Regions from separate parts of the Mus musculus genome. Here all the other regions are linked to region 1. The links are chromatin contacts, called in public HiChIP or PLAC-seq and promoter capture Hi-C maps. All regions are on one chromosome and are shown on one strand. The core of a region is the stretch at or near the end of the contact, and the rest is flanking DNA. Distances in the headings are between cores, read along the strand shown. Region 1 holds the start of Clcn7 (chloride channel, voltage-sensitive 7). Region 2 holds the start of Wfikkn1 (WAP, FS, Ig, KU, and NTR-containing protein 1). Region 3 holds the start of Rpusd1 (RNA pseudouridylate synthase domain containing 1).

Region 1 (5,004 bases), core at 1,504-4,003:
AGACAAAGTTCTTTTAGTTGGGTAGGGTTTTTGATTTGTTTGTTTTGAGACAGGGTCTCATCTAGTTCAGCCTGGCCTCAAAAATCACTTTCGACTTCTGATTCCCGTTCTCAGCACTGGCATGCCCGGTCATAGGTATGTGCCACCACACGCAGCTTTATGTGGTGTTGGAGGCTGAGCCCAGGGTTTCACTGATGCTAGGCAAGCACTCTGTCTCCAGACCCGTCGTTAATGACTAGCATCTACTGAGAACCTGTTTTCTAACAGGCTTGCTCAGTATTATACATTCATTAACTTTTTACAGATGAGAAAACTGGCACCAGCTGGCCTCAGATCCTGCCGGAAATTCTGGCTGGTCCAGTGCTCAGCTCAGCACAGAGGGTTCCCAAGCTGTAGCCAGTGCCTATTCGACCTGCCTAAGCAGATAAGGATTCCTTAGCACTGGAGTCCCCAGTTTCTTGCAAGCCTCTCCTAGGCCTAGTCACACCCAAGTCAACTCTTGTGCCTGAAAAAGGCTCCTACCCCCCGGACCACATCCCACACATATATTCTCTCTGTTCTGTTGCTCTTCTTGTCTAAGGACTTGGCACAAAAGTGCTCATTGCACATATTCCTACAGGGCTCGTCACACAGACCCAGAAAGGTGTTGGGGCCTGTTCCCAGAGGGAAGAAAGCTGTCCTATGCACCTCAGTGACCTGCACACAGACCTGGGAACCCACAATGGGGCAGGTGCTCAATTATTTTTTAAGTTGTTTAACAGCAACCAATCAATTGTATTATCTGCAGATTTAAAAGCTATAGTGGTAGCCGGGCGTGGTGGCGCACACCTTTAATCCCAGCACTTGGGAGGCAGAGGTAGGTGAATTTCTGAGTTCGAGGCCAGCCTGGTCTACAGAGTGAGTTCCAGGACAGCCTGAGCTTCCAGGACAGCCTGAGCTACACAGAGAAACCCTGTCTAAAAAAAAAAAAAAAAAAAAAAAAGCTATAGTGGTATTTAGGGGGAAAGATCAACTCTTTCTTTACTCTGTCTATTTGCAAAGAAAAGCAAAAATAAATAAAAACAAAACAACCCACATGTATTCAGCCCAAACTCAACTCTGTCAGTTTCCAAATTCTTCCCTCTCTTAAAAACCAGTTGCCAACATAAAGTTACTTTCTTTTTGGAGAGAGACACGTGTGTGTGTGTGTGTGTGTGTGTGTGTGTGTGTGTGTGTGTGTGGTGGAGGCCTCTCTAGTGGAGGCCAGGAGAGGAAAAGGTGGTCAGATCACCTGAAACTACAGTTATAAGTGGTTGAGCCACTGGACCTGGGTGCTAGGACCTGAACTTGAGTCTTCTCCAAGAGCAGCAATAGCCCCCTTCCCCAAAGGTTACTTTCTTTACAACAGGGATAACAAATCACACCACCCAGAAACACCCTAGGGAGGCAGACACAGCTCTACCACCTTACTTATTTCTGATCACTACTGCAGACCGGAGTCACAAGCACACGTCCTTCAAAAGGGCCTGAGCTGCTTCCCAGCAACAAGGAGCTGACTTTGACTTTCACTGTCCACTGCACCTTCAAGGGTCTAGCAAAGAAAGCCTAAATGTAAGTTTTGATGCGGTAGCCCTATCTTGTGCTCTTCTTAGCCTTTAAAACAGCAGGAGTGTTTGTTAAGACACCTCTAACATCAGGAGGAGGAAGGGTAAAGGACAGTTATAAAACAGACTAACATCAAGGAATTGATATAAGTAACTGACTCAAAATTAACACGATGCACACAGGCAAAAGAAGCAAAAGCACACAAGTAAACAAGCCTGTCCCGGTCTTAAACGCTAGGCATTTGAAGGCACAAACTGTTCGCAGTGCTGAGCACACTCTGGCCTCTGACTTGTTGCTTATCATGTCTGGCTGCACATTCCAAGTTCAACTAGGTAGTAAGAGAAAATGAGTGGGGATGCTTGACACTGCAATTGTGTCCCAAACGTCTGGAATTACTCCTGTGAGAAAGGAGACAGGCACTTTCACCGAAAGCACAATTCTGCCATTTAAATTGAAAACTACCAAGCGTGTAGTCCAGGCCTTCCAAGTTCTTGGGAAAATGAGACAGGATTATGAATTCATTGGTGGTCTCACTGTGAGACCTTATCTTGAAACGTCAAGGGCTATGGGTGCAGAGCTGAGGTCGTTATGATTGCCTTGTATGTGTAAACCCTGGCTTGACCCTCACCACGAAAAGTAAAATTAAAAAACAAAAGCAACGTTAAAGTCTTGGGATCTCTTGCTGAAAAGTCAGCGACAACGGTTCCTGGAGGAGAGGGTATCATTTTCTCTGATGGTGTAGCCACTGAGGAACGAGATGGGAAGAAGGGGTTCAAAGAGAAAGAAAGAAGAGGTTTATGAGTGCGAGGCTATCAAAAATAAAAGTCTTCCAGGATTCAAAAAAATAACAGAGGAGAGCACCGTGGCCTCCCTCTGGGCCCCGCCAGCACACTGAGGACCGGCGCAGCGATCCCGGCGGCTGCATCTCCGGCCCGCGGGCCTCACCTGGCGCGCGCCCGGCCCAGCTCCGTTCAGCAGCGGCGTCTCCTCGTCAGGCTGCCCTGTCCTTCGAAGCAGTGGCGCCCCCTCCTCATCATCGCGATCTCGGCCGGACCAAGACACTTTCTTAGAGACGTTGGCCATGGCCCACTGAGGACCAAACTCAACAAGAACAGCCGGCAGACCGGCAGCATTCCCGTGACCCGCGCCCAGGTCTCACGTGATCTATCATCGGTGCCCACGTGACTGACGACGGAGGCCGGCAAGATCCGGGAGCGCGGAGTCTCCTGGGAATTGTGGTTCACTGGTCGTTGCAGCCCAGGGTAGAAACCTAGAACTCAAAATCCCTAGCAATTAGTGTCTTCACTGAAGGCAGTGACCCAAACTCCAGAGAAGAACCAGCCCGAGATGCACGCCTAGTCCTCCAAGAGATGATATGGAAAAAAAAAAAATAAACTACCTGTAAAAGTTCTGGAATCGTCCCTCTCAACTAAGTTGGCTTCATGTGTTTCCTGTGCTCAAAGGGCAGCCAAACTGCTGCAATTCCGGGAAAGGGATTGAGACCCTGATGCCACACCACTTCCAGTAGGATCTGTATGACAAGTTCCACAAACTGAGGCTATTGACCTCAAAAGGGGTAGGCCTCCTGGAACCGGTGTGGAACTCTTCGCCGGAGAAAAAAATATTGAGTGGTAGTTCTTATGGCAATGTTTTGTTTTCTCTTATTCCTTTTCTTATTTACATGTTCCTGGTAGCCTAGGCCAAGATCTTAAGCAAGAATAATGGGTAAGAAACCAACCCTAGAGATGGGGGCCACTAACATGACCTTATCCCCCGGGAAAACAATGCCTTACTTTCTAAATCATTTACAAAACTATTACGATAGATAAAAACTTTCCCAACAATAAAATTTCATATGGCTGCACGTGTGTCATCGGAGGTGGATTTTGGTGTATGGTAAAGAAAGCCTTAATTAGAAAGAATTAAAATAGTTTGAATTTACATATTGAAGATTTGTTAAAAAAGAAAAAGAAAAAACCCAGATACTAGATGTTAAATAGTAATTGACCATGGGGCTAGAGAGTTAGTTCAGTGGTTAAGAGCACTGACCATTAAAGATTTATTAACCTGCTCCTAGAAATAAGCCACTAGACTTGGACAACAGCCCCCACTGAATACATCCTTTTAGAATTGTTATATTTTGATGATTTATATTAATAATGATGTTACCTGTACTGTTTGTGATTCACTGAATGCATAGTTTCAGAGTTGTAATGCTTGGATGATTTTTGTGCTTTACTGTGCCAAATGATTTTTGTTGGTATTTGTGATTGTTTCACTGGATATAGTTTCTAAGAGATGTAATGTTTGGTTTTTTAATGTATAAAATCCCCTGCTTGAGAGCTGCAAAATGCACTCAGATTCAAACTGCCTCTGTGTTTGTTTCTGTTTGTCACCACCGAATCCTTACCCACCTAGCTTTGAGGACCCTCATTCCAGAGACCCCCATAACCGACTTGGGTGGACCGTGGCACCCTGAAGTGCCAAATTAGGAAAGACTGGGGTTCCTCCGAGGAGGAGACTAGGACAGCACATGGGCGTGGCATTAACTAGCCGCAGGTTGCTTTAGGCAATAGTATTTTAGGAAGATTAAGTTTGCCTTAGTATCGGTGTTACATCAACAAAGTTGTTCTTAGATGTATCCTGAATTATGTAGGGGCAAGGATTGGGATTTGATACTACAACTTCAGGGACCCGAGAGTGACTGTAATCATGGGTGGCACTCTACAGAGAAAGAACGATGTTACAAAGTTTACTTCTGAGCAGTGTCATGGCAGTTGCATTACAGAGGATGGTAGAAGGAAGCAAGGAAGAAAGTGTCCACTTAATGAAGGAAATAGGTATATAATGTGAAAGCTACATTTAACAGAGAAATATCAGAGAGGGCTGGGGTTAATATGTACGACATAGAAAGATTCTATAAAAATAGTTAAAATACAATTCAGGACATCAGTGGTGACAAAGATCATATGTAAGAGAGTTAACAAGGGTTCTAGGATATATATGTACATTCATCTATATATGTGTACATATATATATCCTAGATTTTATATATATATATATGCATATACATGTATATAATATTACCTTGAAACTTTTTTATTTGAAAATTTTCAAATCAGAAAGTTTTAAGTTCATCTTAACCTCTAAGGGTGAGAGGATTATAGGAAATGTCCTTCCTTTCATACAATTCAAAGTAAAACCAAAACTAAACACAGAATAAGAGGAAGAAAGTTAAATGGTGTTCTGAATTTTCCCATGATTATCCTGTGACTCTCTCTCTGTGTGTGTGTGTGTGTGTGTGTGTGTGTGTGTGTGTGCTGTTTCCTCTTTGACACACCTTAGTTTTGTCATTTTACAAGACAGTGATAAGGATGTCATGAACCTCTTTTGTATTGCTGGGCTTTGAGGTTGGGAAAT
Region 2 (5,004 bases), core at 846-3,345, 750 kb before region 1:
CCGGGGCTACAGAGCTTCTGGCGGGCTCCGTGCATCTGGGCATGGGCACAGGGCCTAGGACCCCAGTGTCTAGCAGCTTGTACTCATCAACCTCGGCTGTGTTTCATAGCTGCGACTTGCCTCTTGTGGCCCTTCTGCCTTTAAGTTCATGTCACTAGAATCTCTTTGACCTGTTTCTTAGTGACACTCTCTGGAACACCAAGCCCCTCCTTAGGGACTCACTGGCCTGAGCAACTTGTGAAGCCATGGACTGTTCCCCCACAATGCTCCTCCTCTCCCAGTCTGGGCTGGGCAGCCTTCTCCCCTGTGGGGATGCTGTCCCCAGTGGATGTCCTGTGTGACTGCTTCCCTGTCCTTGCCTGGTGACACAGCCCTCAGGCACGCTGGTGCTTAACTCTACCTCCTGCCCTCAGGGCCCTGGCCATAACAGGAGCCATGACCCCTGACTGGGGACCTCTAAGTGCACGTTTCCTAAGATCATCTTACCATGGATGTTACTAGGGCACTGGTAGACGCTGCGCCAGCCTGCTGTTCTGGGAGATTGAGTCAATGCCTGTAGGGAGGGACGGGGCTATGGTTGTGGGAACTGCCTGATAAGCAGCAGCCTGACCTGGGAGCCTGACCCAGAGGCTGGGTACAATCAAGCATCACCTTTCCCCACCAGTCCTGTTGCTGTTGACAGAGACCTTTTCTCTGGAATCGCGATAGAATGGTATAGACTTTGAGGACCTGGATTGGCCTGCGTGCACACCATCAACACTACACTTGCTGCTGTGGACTCCACTATTCCTGGTTCTTTGTTCTTACTTCTTTGTACAGTAAATGTACTTCAGCAGTGAGCTTGTGTCTGGCTTCATCTGACTGTGGTTTGTTGGGGGTGGTAAGGGGTGTCTGGCGGTGTGTTCTGCCACATGCTCCAGCATGGCTTTGTGCCTGACAGAATGATCCCAGGCTTTGTTAACTTTCCCCGCAGCTGACCCTGCTGACCTGCAGCCATCCATCCACTGGGTTCACATTCCCAGCCACAAAGTAGCCAGGCCTGGTTACAAGCCACACTGTTTCCGGAGGTCAGATCTTGGCCAGGTTAGACAGAGCCTTTACTCATACATAGCCCAGGGCACATAGCTTACCACAACATGAAGGATATCTGTGAGTGGGACCTGGCGTTGGTGCCTTTAGCAGGAAAGCATCTAGCAGGTCATGGCCTCTGCAGGCCATGCTCACCCAGGGTTCTAGCTCATACACTGGAAGGCAAATCCCACTGAGTGGGATTGGACAGTTCACTTTAGAGTGGCCTCTGGCTCAGGTGTCACCTGCATTTTTCCTTAGTTGCATTCTGAGCCTGTGGCCTGGCAATCCCTGCCCCCTCAACACCACAAGCTGCCTCAACGACGGCTCTTTTGTAAGGCAGCAGACACTGGCGCCTGGTAGCCATCTCTTGATCTCCTGACCAGACCAGGCTCTTATTACCCTGCCTCCTGGGTCAGGAGGTCAGACAGAGGGTCACACAGACTTTTTCCTTCCTGTCTCTGAGAAAACCACTCCCTGGGGACCTCTGGAGCCACAGAAAGGGTTTGGAAAAGCAGATTCCAGGCAGGGCCTTTGTCTTGCCACCAGCTTTGATCTCCCTCCCCTCCCCCACGGTAGTGAAGCCCCTAGTTCAGTTAAAGAATGGATGCTGGCCTTCATGGTGGATGGTTGGGGCAAGGCTTGAATGTACTTAGATCCTCCCTGAGCAACACCGAGGATGCTTGCTCTTTGATAGGTGCACTTGGCCATCCCAGAGAGCCCCATGTGTCTCAGCCTGTGTGTGACCAGCTGGCTGGCTTCTCTTTGCTCTTGTTTACACTATGTATCAGTCATTGCCATGAGACTGTCTATGGCCAGTGCACATGGGTCACCTGCTTCCACCCAGATAAGATGGCCTTTTTATTTATTTTGTACCTGCCTTGCCCATTTGAAGGAACTGAGTGGCACAGACCCTAGCTAGAAGCCAGGAGCCCAGTTTTAGAGAAACTGGTACATCTGGGAGGATGAATCCTGCCGAGTTGTGCCCTCAGCTGGTGAGATGCCAAGACCTTTTTTTTTTTTTTTCTTTTTGAGACAGTATGTTCTTATGTGGCCAAACGGGCCTGGAATTTGCTATGTAGCTATGGGCTGGCCTCAATCTGGATCCTCCTGTGTCCCGCCTACCCAGTGCTGGGGTTACAAGTGTGTACCACAGATGCCAAGTACCCTAGGGGTTTCTTACTCCATGCCAGTGGGAAAGGTGCCTTACCTATAGTTATGACAGGTGTGGCCCTTGGCTGCCTTTGGAGAAAATCTAGTCTAATAGCTGGGGCTGGACTGGGTCCCTATCCAACCTCACTGAATAGGACACTGAAGAGCAGAGGACAAAAGCCGAAATTTACCAGCCCTGCCCCTCCTCCCTGAATAGAGGGTGGGAGGGTCTTTAAGGAGACTTTGATCCCTGTTGGGCTCCAGCTTGTAGAGGGAGGGGCTCAGGTTACAGCATCCCCCTCCCTGATTGAGCTGGCCCTTCTCCGCCCCTTGGTGACCCTAGTGGTCAGTTGCTCTGGGCTTCAGGGCCTCTGGCCCCTCCCCAGCCCTTCCTCTTCTTCTATTCCCAGTCCTATGCTGACCAGAGCCTGGGAGCCACCCACAGTGGTTGGGAGAGGGCCAGCCAGTATTTTGTGGACAGGTTCTGAGAGGCCCCAGAATAACTATTCAGGGTTCAGAGAAGAGCAGCATCACCTGTGAGCTCAAGCCTTGCGGGGTCCAAGAGTCCCAGGAGAGGGTCCTTTGAGGTAGGGGGTAGTGATCCTGGGCCCAGGACCCTATAGGGTGGATGCCTATAGGGAGTCTCAGCTGGTGGCCACACACTCCCACTCCCTGGCCCTGTGGTCCCCATGCCTGCCCCACAGCCATTCCTGCCTCTGCTCTTTGTCTTCGTGCTCATCCATCTGACCTCGGAGACCAACCTGCTGCCAGATCCCGGAAGCCATCCTGGCATGTGCCCCAACGAGCTCAGCCCCCACCTGTGGGTCGACGCCCAGAGCACCTGTGAGCGTGAGTGTACCGGGGACCAGGTGAGCACTGGCATTTCATGGGATCCTGGGCCCCACCCTAGTTCTTTCCTCAGTGGGGGGAGTAGACCCCAACCCTAGGAGTCTGCTTCCTCCAGGGTTCCTCCACACTCAATTTACCTGGATTTGTGGCCATGACCTGTATGTACATGGGGCTCAAAGGATACCCCTACCTTTTTGTCCTCTGAAGAACAAGAACATCTCCAATTCCCGGACTGACTGCAACCTCACCAATCCTGTCTCTCACGTGCCTGAGCACCACTTTTTTTCTTAAGTCATGTGGGCCCAGGCCTCTGACCTACCCCTGCAAATGGCATCATCACCTTCCCAGCCCTGGCCTGTCTGTAGTCCTTTCCTCATATCCCAGACTGGGAAGGGGACAAAGAGCTCCCAAGGTGGTGCGCCCTCTGATGGCAGAGCATTTGCCTGCACACTGTTCCACCTACTCAGTAGGAATGCTAATGAGAGTTGCACAGGGGCCTTGAGGATTCAGCGGGGTTGACTAAGGTGACTGGGGTTGACTAAGGTGACTGTGTGACCTTAGTACTCCTACTGTTCAAAATGCACAGCCACAGTTTTTCACAGGGGAGGAAGCTTTGAAAAAGGCAGCTACCTCTCCCAGGATAGAGAGGCAGAGTAGTGCATAGGCAAGGCTGGGTAGGGGGTCAGGGCTCCACTAAACTGTCCCTGTCCCTCAGGACTGTGCGGCATCCGAGAAGTGCTGCACCAATGTGTGTGGGCTGCAGAGCTGCGTGGCTGCCCGCTTTCCCAGTGGTGGCCCAGCTGTACCTGAGACAGCAGCCTCCTGTGAAGGCTTCCAATGCCCACAACAGGGTTCTGACTGTGACATCTGGGATGGGCAGCCAGTTTGTCGCTGCCGTGACCGCTGTGAAAAAGAACCCAGCTTCACATGTGCTTCTGATGGCCTTACCTATTACAACCGCTGCTACATGGACGCAGAAGCCTGCCTGCGGGGTCTCCACCTGCACGTTGTACCCTGTAAGCACATTCTCAGTTGGCCGCCCAGCAGCCCGGGACCACCCGAGACCACTGCTCGCCCAACCCCTGGGGCTGCTCCCATGCCACCTGCCCTGTACAACAGCCCCTCACCACAGGCAGTGCATGTTGGGGGGACAGCCAGCCTCCACTGTGATGTTAGTGGCCGTCCACCACCTGCTGTGACCTGGGAGAAGCAGAGCCATCAGCGGGAGAACCTGATCATGCGCCCTGACCAAATGTATGGCAACGTGGTTGTCACCAGTATCGGACAGCTAGTCCTCTACAATGCTCAGTTGGAGGATGCGGGCCTGTATACCTGCACTGCACGAAACGCTGCCGGCCTGCTGCGGGCCGACTTTCCCCTTTCCGTTTTACAGCGGGCAACTACTCAGGACAGGGACCCAGGTATCCCAGCCTTGGCTGAGTGCCAGGCCGACACACAAGCCTGTGTTGGGCCACCTACTCCCCATCATGTCCTTTGGCGCTTTGACCCACAGAGAGGCAGCTGCATGACATTCCCAGCCCTCAGATGTGATGGGGCTGCCCGGGGCTTTGAGACCTATGAGGCATGCCAGCAGGCCTGTGTTCGTGGCCCCGGGGATGTCTGTGCACTGCCTGCAGTTCAGGGGCCCTGCCAGGGCTGGGAGCCACGCTGGGCCTACAGCCCACTGCTACAGCAGTGCCACCCCTTTGTATACAGTGGCTGTGAAGGAAACAGCAATAACTTTGAGACCCGGGAGAGCTGTGAGGATGCTTGCCCTGTACCACGCACACCACCCTGTCGTGCCTGCCGCCTCAAGAGCAAGCTGGCTCTGAGCTTGTGCCGCAGTGACTTTGCCATCGTGGGGAGACTCACAGAGGTCCTGGAGGAGCCCGAGGCTGCAGGCGGCATAGCTCGTGTGGCCTTGGATGATGTGCT
Region 3 (5,004 bases), core at 1,246-3,745, 590 kb before region 1:
CTCTTCTTTCTCCTTTTAAAGTTTTTTTAAAGTATATTTTAATTTTGAGTGTGTGTGTTGTGTTCCTACATGTGCCTGCTTGATGCTACACTGTTGAAGTAAATCAGAAGACAACTTTTTTTTTGAGACAGGGTATATATATATATATATACATATTTTTTTTTTTTCTTTTCTTTTCTGTGCAGCCTTGGCTGTCCTGGAACTCACTCTGTAGACCAGGCTGGCCTCAAACTAGCCCTGGCTGTCTTGGACCAGATGGGCCTCAAACTCACAGAGATCTGCCTGTTTCTGCCTCCCAAGTGCTGGGATTAAAGGCGTGCGCCACCATTTCACAATGCTCAGAAGACACCTTCTAAGATTCTCCTCTCTCCTTCCACCATGTTTGTCTGGGACTCCAACTCAGGCTGTCAGGCTTGGCAGAGAGCGCCTTCGTAGTTAAAAGATAGGTATGAACTTCTGATCTTCCTGCCTCTATCTCTAGGGTGCTACAAATGCTACCACACCTGCTTACCCAGTCTTCTTTTTTAAAGGATGGATCCCTTGCTAGTCGGTCATGGCACACGCCTGCCTTTAGTCCCTCTGGAGAGACAGAGGCAGAGGCAGGCAGAGTTCGAGGCCAGCCTGGTCTATAGAGTGAGTTCCAAGGCAGTCAAAGCTTCACAGAGAGAAAAGAAAGAAAGAAAAAAAGAAAGAAAGAAAAGTACGGTTCTCTTCTGATTAGCTGCTTTGCAGATCTGTGCTACTGCGAAGGAAGGGCAGGGCAGGGTGGGGCAGGCCCTTGGTATGGGATTCATTATATTTCTTGCTACAAATCAGACATTGGGACTCAGGTCAAGAGATTGGTCGGGGTGGGCCGTGAGGGCACAGTCAGGGAGACCCTTGATCTAGCCAGAGAGATCAGCTTGACAGCCAGGGTACATGCAAACACCAGCAAAGATCTTGCTATCGGCTCTGCCCGCACACCTAGTATAGACCCAGGCAGGCCACAATGCCTATACCTCGGGGTCCTTTCTTATATGATGAACTCCTGCCCTGGACATACCTGTAAGTGGCTTTAGCAGCACTTTGGACACAGGGTCACCAGCATATAGGCCGTGTTCCAGGACCAGCAGCTCTGTGAGGCTTGGCTTTGGGTTCTCACAACCTAGATGAAAACTAAAGTGTAAGGGCCCACTGGGCCAGCCCTAGAGCCTGAGCCAACTCCAATTTCCACCTGTCTGGCCGTTCCCATTCACGCAGGCTTTGGAGACATGCCCATGGCCCCCACAACAAACCACTATTACCATGAGTGCCCTCGATGCACATGGTATGCGTCCGCCCCTCCGTGCTATTCCTGCCAATGGCATAGTTGATCGTCACTTGGCTTTCCTGGACATGGCCTCGGACCTGTCGAGCAAGGACATCACATGCAGCTCACTGGGCCACACTGTCATCTCTGAGAGGAATGTGGCTGAGCTCTAGATAGGCACATAAGCCTGGCACGGAGCTTCAGTTGAGAGGCCTGCTGGAGTAGGCTGTGAGCCTTGGGTCTCCACACAGCATCCCAGGAACTGGCCAGGACTTACCAGTGCCAGGTAGGCTTTGGTGACTCGCCGTTCCTTGAAGCATTTATAAGCACTGCCCGCAGCTGCCTTATTCAGGGCTACGCACAGTGCCCCACTGGTGGAGAAGTCCAGCTGGTGGCAGAACCTGGGAACGGGCAGAAGAGCAGCAGTGGCTGGACCCTGTGGTGCTCTGGTTAGCACCTTTGTGGCAGAGTCCAGTGTCCCAGCATCCTTTGGAAGGATGCTGCAGTGGGGCTCTCCATGTTGGCTGTGTACCTGAACCCATAGCAGGTGTCAGGGTCAGCCAGCTCTGGGAAGTGGTGTCGGAGCTGCTTCTGTAGGGTCAGGGTCTCCCGCCAGGTCTTGCTATCAATGCGCAGGTCCCAGTGCTTGTTCACCACCAGGAAGTCGCTGCTCTGGTACACGATGGACAGATTTTCCATGCTGCCAGGCTCCATGGTGGGGCTGCACGCAGGTGGGAGTGAGCCTGGGGTAGGAGGGTGCCTGACCTGGTCTTCAAGTACTGTACACACTTACTGGGGCCAGAACCTGCTGGAACCCTTTATGTCTTCCACAAGGGCCCATGCCAGGGGTGTCAGCTCCGGAATGGGAGTCTGGCCAAGGTCAGGTGATTCTGACTTGCCATGGACTCAGGGTTAGGGAGCTCTCCCTGACTTGAAGTGGAATAAACAGCCTGGTTGTCCAGCTCACGCCTACACACTTCACGCTAGGTTATTGCCCAGGACCACCCAGGACTTCAAGCGCTCCCTAACTTGCCTCCCACCAGCCTGTGACCACAGGCAGACCCTTTAGGACTTACCTGCAACAGGGCCAAGGGACCAGGATGTCAATTCTCAGCTCTGCATCCAACCTCGCTTCCCTATACTAGGAACCAGGTCTTGGCCTGGCTGGCGCGCAGCTCCGCCTTTTCACCCTGCCCATTCCACTTTCCTAATGGATGGTCGTACTGGCCAATGGCATTCCGGGCCTGGAGCTCCGCCCACTGAAGAATGGTAAGGCCCTACCCGAATAGTCTGCGCACGCGCTTTTTTAGTCCCACCTATTTCCCCGCCTCCCCCACGGATTACTTACTGTACAGGCCAATAGAAAGCGTTCTTGATCCTCCACTCCAACCATTGAACTATTATTCCTCTCCTCCCGCCCTCTGGGAGTAAGACCCGCCCTTCCCCGCTGGCCAATGGCGGGCGCCTCTGGGAACGTCGGCTGTTGATTGGCGGTATTGGAGGCTCTCGGGGCGGGGTAGCGCGCGGTGGCGGCGGCGCGGGAAGTTCTGAGGGACTCTGAGCTGTGGGAGTTGTGGTCTGGCTCCATGGAAGACTACGAGGAAGATCTGTATGGTGTGGAGGATGATTTCCAAAACCAGTTCGCAGCTGAGCTCGAAGTGCTGGCTGAGCTGGAAGGTGGGCGCGGGTCCTGGGTCGTGGCTGCATCCTGCTGCAGCATGGAGAGCTGTGTGGATGGGATTGGTAACGGCTGGGAGTTCGCTTCTTAATGTGTGTTGCTGCTATCAACCTCTGTCTCAGCAGGAACACGGGACCAGGCTCCTCCTGGGACCCTCCAAACTCCAGCGAGCCGCCCTCCGCTAACCTTCGAAGAGGCCATCGCTGGTGGGGACACTGTCCCGCGTCCCTGCCCTGCAGGGTCGCCAGGAAATGTCAACCGCAATACTAGAAAGAATGTTCGTAGGGACCAGCCCGCGCCCTCCAGTATGTCCGATTGGGGACTGAGCACTTAAAGTCGGGGAATTCTGAGGATCAGTTTTCTATTCTTTCACCTCTTTCTGCCTCTGTCTCTGCAGGCCCCATGGTCAAACGACCCAGGTTGGACGTGGTGAAGAAGCTGAACTTTGAGCCAGATATGGAGGAGCTCTTATATCCAGATTCCCCTCCTGGGGACATTACCCCTCCACCGAGTCCAGAGGTCTTCCCTGAGATGTTGGATGCTGGGTGTGTTGCTTAAGGGCATGTAATTCTGACTTGGAAAGCTGCCTGTCCCTGCATGAGGCTCTGGAAGTGGATGTCTATGGGACGGCAAGAGGAGTGAGTGTGGGTCAAGCACCCCATTTGAGAGTGACAGGGAGCTGCTTGTCTCTCCTAGGTATTCAGATGCTAATGCTGACAAAGACCTCATGCAGACATTGCCAAGTCCCCGAAATCGCAATCCTGTCCTGAGACGGCCTCCTATCTTAGAAGATTATATCAATGTGACATCCACAAGTGGAGAACGGGCCTTTTTGGTGCTTCGGGCTGACCTCATAGGCCCTGGGGTGCAGGTGTGTGGCCATAGCATGGGGTTTGCCATGGTATTGGTTCTTTTATGTTGCCAATAGGCTCTCAGCAGGTTCTGAGGCCAGTTTCACCTATCTGAATTGCTAGAAACAGGCACGCCAGGTAGTCCAGTGTTGGAAACAGCAGTGCTACTTTTGAGGCTACGTGGCCTTAGAGTGCCGCCTTGTACCCCATATATTAGCTTTCTGTTTTTCTTTTCCTCTTCACCTTAAAGCTGACTTCCCTTGGACCAGGCCCATCTGAGGGCCATATCCATCCCCTCTCTAATTAGGAAAGGTCATTTCTGTCCCTCTGTCAGCCTTTTTTGGGGGGTGGGGAGAGAAGGGCACTGTGGATGCCTCCATGACCTGGGAGGGTTATAGAGATGATAAATCTGTCTTGCCCAGAACCCTCTTCTAGATGTCCACTGGCGAGGCTGTGGCCAACTGGACCTGCTGGGTGTCCCCTTCGCCTCCCTGAAGGAGCAAGTTGATAGCAAGGTAGGTTTAGTGGAGTGGGGAGTTTATGTGTTGAGTCTAGTGCTGGCTGGACTTGTCCTGACCTCAGCCTATCCTGTTTTTATAGAGACGGCAACAACTGCTGGAGGATGCCCAACAGCTTTCAGACACTCTACACAGGTGACTCACACATGTCCCACCCCAGGAACCCTTTTCAGTTTGGACATATCTGGTGGGCATGGTCACTGTGTTCCCTCTGTGGTGAATCAGGACTTGCTTCTCTTCAGCCTCAGGTCTGAAGGAGAGGAGGCTGTGCTTGAAGGGCCCCCTGCGGAGGAGCCAGCCCCTGGCCAGAACACCGCTCAGCACTGCCTCTGGGTGGATGAGTTTGCACCTCAGCATTACACGGAACTGCTCAGTGACGATGTGAGCTCCCATTCTCACTCACGGGTGACTGGCTTGCTGTATCAGCAAGGGGAAGAGTCAAGGGTCCAGTTGATGTTTGTGTTGGTGGGCCATTGGTTGCTAAGGATGATGTTGGGACTCTGAGTCAGCACAAAACCTTTTTACTGCTAGTTGACTGTGACCTGCTGTGGGCTTTGTTAGAGGTCTGGATGTCCTAGCCCAGTGGTTCTCAACCTTCTGAACGCTGTGGCCCTTTATACACTTTCTCTGTTGTGGTGACCGCCAAACGTAAAGTTATTCTCATTACTG

The links. Promoter capture Hi-C pulls out the DNA fragments that hold promoters and counts their contacts. HiChIP or PLAC-seq counts read pairs in DNA pulled down with a chosen protein or histone mark.
Region 2: a FOXA1 HiChIP or PLAC-seq map of pancreatic cancer cells shows a contact between it and region 1. The contact joins the promoter of Wfikkn1 here to the promoter of Clcn7 in region 1. A contact is called at or near these places in 2 of 115 datasets of contacts at active chromatin or transcription factors (pancreatic cancer cells and pro-B cells).
Region 3: a promoter capture Hi-C map of macrophages shows a contact between it and region 1, with 5 read pairs. The contact joins the promoter of Rpusd1 here to the promoter of Clcn7 in region 1. A contact is called at or near these places in 2 of 39 promoter capture datasets (embryonic stem cells and macrophages), 3 of 115 datasets of contacts at active chromatin or transcription factors (astrocytes, bone marrow-derived dendritic cells and embryonic hindbrain) and 4 of 9 other capture datasets (embryonic stem cells, liver, macrophages and 1 more).

What each region holds. Positions count from the first base shown.
Region 1 is chr17:25,131,140-25,136,143 of GRCm38.p6, reverse strand. It overlaps Clcn7 (chloride channel, voltage-sensitive 7), which reads right to left and starts at 2,753. Exons shown (of 25, transcript NM_011930.4): 1 at 2,530-2,753. The coding sequence starts at 2,667.
Region 2 is chr17:25,877,949-25,882,952 of GRCm38.p6, reverse strand. It overlaps Wfikkn1 (WAP, FS, Ig, KU, and NTR-containing protein 1), which reads left to right and starts at 2,095. Exons shown (of 2, transcript NM_001100454.1): 1 at 2,095-3,089; 2 at 3,785-5,004. The coding sequence starts at 2,910. It overlaps Rab40c (Rab40C, member RAS oncogene family), which reads left to right. Exons shown (of 7, transcript NM_139154.2): 7 at 1-839.
Region 3 is chr17:25,725,208-25,730,211 of GRCm38.p6, reverse strand. Rpusd1 (RNA pseudouridylate synthase domain containing 1) reads right to left here and starts at 2,495. Exons shown (of 6, transcript NM_028009.4): 1 at 2,365-2,495; 2 at 1,821-2,009; 3 at 1,566-1,689; 4 at 1,284-1,386; 5 at 1,043-1,144. The coding sequence starts at 2,002. It overlaps Chtf18 (CTF18, chromosome transmission fidelity factor 18), which reads left to right and starts at 2,797. Exons shown (of 22, transcript NM_145409.2): 1 at 2,797-2,965; 2 at 3,092-3,271; 3 at 3,364-3,511; 4 at 3,663-3,837; 5 at 4,240-4,332; 6 at 4,418-4,470; 7 at 4,578-4,716. The coding sequence starts at 2,875.